Linked DNA regions of Lactuca sativa: region 1 is linked to region 2. A link is a contact called in public Hi-C data. All regions are on one chromosome and are shown on one strand. The core of a region is the stretch at or near the end of the contact, and the rest is flanking DNA. Distances in the headings are between cores, read along the strand shown.

Region 1 (2,700 bases), core at 41-2,540, 250 kb before region 2:
AAGAGCATAATAGCTTTAACATATGTATAAACATGGATGCTATCATGCTAACCAGGGTAATTTGCAGGTGAGAATTGGAAAGGATCCACATCAGGAAGTATGTAGTCAGGTAAGGAGGAGGATCCATTTTTTATCATCATCAAGAACTTACAGATCCCTTCATCTGTTAAGTAGTCACCAAGTTGAGTTGCAGGAAGAATGGAGGATGCTGGAGGACACATTCTGTGGAAGTGAATCTAATTCTCTACATGAAAAATGAAAGTGTTGGTTAAACTGGGATTCATGATTTCTACTTGATTTAACTCTAAAATGTTAATAAGCTGAATAGGTAACCTATTATGATTGAAGTTAGAAAATGAAATTCAGAATTGGAGCTGAATGAATTAAGAATCGGAAACAAGATACACATAAAGGCTAAAGCAAATTATCTATCATTTAGATTTGATGTACTTGATACAAGTTGAGAGAATCTAATCAAGTGAATCAATAAAGTTCAAGGATACTTTATCTATTTCAATAGTTGATATAAACGTTTGATTGTACTATCAGAGTGCAAATTTCATCATCGATCTGCTAACTTATCACTTTGTCCCTTCGAACACAAAGAGCAAATCAGAATTCGAGACAAATAATCGATCTTTTCATCAAGCTGGAAAAGGAAAGGGAGGAAATATTTATTGATTTGACGTTGTTAGATTATTTCTTAAAACGAAGAAGCATTAGAAATCAGACAACACAGTCAAAATCATCGAAACAAAAACACCGAAAACGGAAATCCTGTCAGAATCATTCAATACAACAACTTTAACACCAGATACACAAAACAATAGCACAAATATGAACATAAATCGATCGACCTATACATCAGAACAGCATATTTAATTTAACATCAGAGAAACATCAATACTAACACATCCACGGCATGAACACTCAAAAAACACCAATGATTTGCATAATACTACTCAAAGAATGTATAATTCCAGATGATCGGGGATGTATTTACACACGAAGTCACAGAAAACCCCACAAAGGGTTGGCTGACCCGGTCCACCCCAGGTTTTCTGTGGATTTGGGTGCAGATACAGTGATAGACCGTTGACTCGAAGGTTGGTCAACGGGGAAGATTACCTCCGGCGACCGGAGTAGAAGACTCCGGCGTCTGCTCCTCCGACTCTGTGTGTGTAAATTGTAATGTGTGTGTGTGTGTGTTTGCTTAATGAAATTAAGGAAGAGTGATAGGGGTTATGAGATATATAAGGGGGAATGTTAACTATGGTTGTAATGGGTTAGTACTTAGGTTAGCTCTTTTGGTAAAATCTAAGCCGCCGTAGACCGTAGTTAAGTGGTGTAGCACGTCTTATTGAATCCGGTCGTCGCTACTTTGTACGAAATCTTCAAAATTGTATTCACAAAATCATTAATCATTAATCATTAATTAATCAATAAAATGGTCGGAATGGATAGTGTAATAGTTTGATAGGTGATCATATTCGAATATATATTTACAAAAAAACTTTGCAAAAAACATTTTGAAAATTTCTTTTTTGAAGGGTTTTGTAATGGTGATAATTCATAAAACAATTTTACGAAAAAAAATACAAAACAAAAAAAAAAAACAAAAAACAAACACGATGGACTTGGCAAACTAAATGGTTGGTCATTTTAGTAAGGGAAAATGTCACTGTAGCCTTACGAACTTACGTATTTCGGTTTAAAAAGTCCATTGTGTTATTTTTTGGTTTTATAAAGACATGAATTCACATTTTACCGATTTTTAATGTCATTTTCTAAAAAGTTAAGGGGTCACCCGGTGACCCCTATCCCAATCAGCAGGTTATCTTGTACATGCCATTAGAAAAAAGCCACCTCATACGCCAAATCACATATCACGTAATGTTCATTAAATGAGATGTTTAACCCTTCCTCTACAAGATATATTCTTCTTTAGTCAGTTTCATCTGCCCCTTTCTTCTCTTTTCTTCTACTGTTCCTCGAAAAAGTCTCCATTGGATTCTTGCTATGGGCGTCTACATGAAGATCGATCTTCATTTTGCCAGTACGTTTACGAGCTATCTAGTGATCAGTTACTCAGATGGAGCAGAGTAGATGTTTGAGGATGTGGATTTTGCTGGAATGGACAAAAACGAATTTTTATTGTTCATTCAAAGATTTGCAAACGAGGCATGTGTTAATGTGTACTTTTGCATGCCCGATATTGAGTTCCCTGATTGATTGAGGATAATAGCAACTAAGAAATACTACCATGAGATTGATCGGAGTAGGGTATGATTGTGGCTGTGTAATTTCTGTGTACATGGATTATGTTGGTGTTAATGCTCATCAATGGATTCGTGATGAGATAGTTGAAGTATGCACCCCCCCCCCCCCCCCGAGGACAAGTTTTTTGTTGTAGGTGAAGTAATAGAAGAGTTGCATGTTGAGACAGAAGGAGGCATTGACCTAGATGAAGTGCAAGCTAGTTCAATGTAATTTGGACGATAACATTGAAGATAGTGATTGCATTCCAATGAACAAGACCTTGAATGATGCGTTTTTGAACAAGCTATGCCCCAAGGAGCAGCCAACTCCAGACAGTCCACCTCATGAGGATCCATATGATCAGATGGATGAAAACGCGCCAATTCATGAGGAGGTACCAACTTTTAATGAAAATGTTCATTGGAAAAGGCAAAACCATGT
Region 2 (2,700 bases), core at 28-2,527:
TGCAAAAATGATTTTAGGGTTTTTTGACTGTTGGAATTTTGAAATTGGGGTTGTTTGCAACTGACTGAAATAAGACTGAAGAACTGAAACGAAGTGTTTCGTCGGAAAAATTATGGCGCCTAAAAGATGTTGACTATAATATGACCAAATTGTCCTCAGACATACAATGACTCAAATTTGATTAGTAAGGGTAGTTTTGTTAAAAATCATAACTAAAAGAAAAATCAATCTATTTTAATACACAACTGACACAATTGATATATGCCTTTTTAATCTAGCAATTACCACATTTTACCACCACAGCCATGACCCATATGTCATCCATGGGTTACCATCACCCATATGTCATCCATAGGTGTTACCATGCGCTATAAGCAACTACCATACTGACCAAATGACCCATATGTCATCCACGGGTATACCATGACACTATAAGCAACTACCATATTGACCAATGACCCGTATGTCATCCATGGGTATACCATGACACTATAAGCATCTACTATGTTGACCAAATGACCCATATGTCATCGTTGGGTATACCATGACACTATAAGCAACTACCATCTTGACCAATTGACCCATATGTCATCCATGGGTATACCATGACACTATAAGCAACTACCATATTGACCAAATGACTCATATGTCATCCATGTGTATACCATGACACCATAAGCAACTACCATATTGACCAAATGACCCATATGTCATCCATGGGTATACCATAACACTATAAGCAACTACCATGTTGACCAAATGACCCATATGTCATCCATGGGTATACCATGACACTATAAGCAACTACCATATTGATCAAATGACCCATATGTCATCCATAGGTATACCATGACACTATAAACAACTACCATCTTGACCAAATGACCCTTATGTCATCCATGGGTATACCATCACATTATAAGTAACTACCATCTTGATCAAATGACCCATAATTCATTAGAGGTTATAATGCGACAAGTGGAGTTAGCACCTCCGCCACCTTTTCACATTCACATGCCATACGTTCGTTGTTGGAACGAACAATTTCCTCGAGATGGTGGAGAGGGGACGAGCGGAGCACGACACCGGCGAGGATGGGCTTTATTCTTTTTTTTTTTTTATTTATTTGCTGCCACACATGAATCTGGTTCGTTACTATAATAGTATAGTTTTTAAAAGATAATGCTTTCATATAAAATAATCTATAAATATAACAAAAAATCTGAAGTATAATAATATAACAAGAAAAATAACAAATACATCACTATTAGGAATAGACGAAGCCAAATTTCCAAATAGTAGACTTGCTTTCAGCGTCGTTTCGTGTAGATTCTCTCACCATCTGTTTCGATAAGAACCCTCTCCCCGAAATCCCAAATATCTTTCTCTCCTCCTCTCTTCTCTCCTTTTACTCGGCTTTTGATCCAACAGGTTAGCTTCCTTTATGCTTGTAAATCACATGTACATGCATATAATTATTGAATAAACACGCCTGATTTCCGTGTTATTCGATCAGATCGCAATATTGGTAGCTTTTAAGAAACAATTCTTTAGCTCAGGTTTTGATTTTGACTAATCGTGAGCTCATTTCTCTCTGTTCTGGTTTGATCTAAGCATCTTTTTCGACTTTCTTCGTTTTGGATTTGCTTGTTCAGGGTTTAGCTAGTAGTTGTTTTTTGACTGGATTAGTTTCCGCCTTTAAATATTCCGGCAACTGATTTTGTGCCCTAATTTTGGCAACCGATGCTATTATTGGGCTTTTATTGTTTCCTCAGTTGCTAAGCTTCCTTTAATTGTTTTCTTATAGTTTGCTTTACCCTTACGCTGACTTTCATGATAGATTCTGTGAAAATCTCATCTTATTCATTGGTTCTTTTGCTCAAATGTGAAATCTGTAGTATTTGGGGAACATATTTTCCTTTTCTGTGAATCAAATAGTGTTTAGAGTTCAAATTTTGAGATTGATAGTGAAATTCTGTTATCTTCTAGATTTATTTTCATTTTGTTGCTAGTTCCATGCTTCCATCAGCAGCTGTGATTTGATCATCAATATCACAGGATCTTGCTTGTGTGTACATCTGTTTTATAAAGGTCAATACATAAATACTAATGTTTTCTGCACTAATTTTACTTATTCTCTCTTGTTTTACTATAGGTATAATGATTAAATTGTTCAAAGTTAAGGAGAAACAAAGGGAACTTGCAGAAAATTCTAATGGCAAACCACCTGTTAAGAAGCAAAGTGCAGGCGAATTGCGTCTTCACAAAGGTAAAGTTACTTCAAATCAAATCATGATTCTGCTTTTGCAAAATTCATCTTTTTTTTTTTTATTCTTTTTGCAGATATAAGTGAATTAAACCTACCCAAGACATGTAGCATATCATTCCCAAATGGAAAAGATGATCTCATGAACTTTGAAGTAACCATTAGGCCTGATGATGGATACTACTTGTAAGTATATGCAACAAAATCATATGTGTATTAATTTATATGCATTCATCTTTCTTTTATCTAACTGATTATCTTCTTATCTTGATTTCAGAGGTGGCACATTTACATTCACCTTCCAGATTTCATCCATCTATCCCCATGAAGCACCAAAGGTCAAATGCAAAACTAAAGTGAGAAACACCCTTCACACTTTCATTTCCTTAATTTTTTTTTTTTTACAAAATTTCTCATTCAACATATAATTATAT

The links. A called contact is a pair of places that touch in the nucleus more often than the background predicts.
Region 1: a contact with region 2 is called in a Hi-C map of bud, with 9 times the contacts expected there. The contact joins the promoter of LOC111911961 here to the promoter of LOC111911960 in region 2. A contact is called at or near these places in 3 of 4 Hi-C or Micro-C datasets (bud and leaf).

Annotation. Positions count from the first base shown.
Region 1 is chr4:231,016,088-231,018,787 of Lsat_Salinas_v11, reverse strand. LOC111911961 (NAC domain-containing protein 71) reads right to left here and starts at 1,290. Exons shown (of 6, transcript XM_023907726.3): 1 at 1,129-1,290; 2 at 53-244. The coding sequence starts at 221.
Region 2 is chr4:230,766,807-230,769,506 of Lsat_Salinas_v11, reverse strand. LOC111911960 (NEDD8-conjugating enzyme Ubc12) reads left to right here and starts at 1,277. Exons shown (of 6, transcript XM_023907725.3): 1 at 1,277-1,431; 2 at 2,156-2,269; 3 at 2,344-2,452; 4 at 2,544-2,622. The coding sequence starts at 2,161.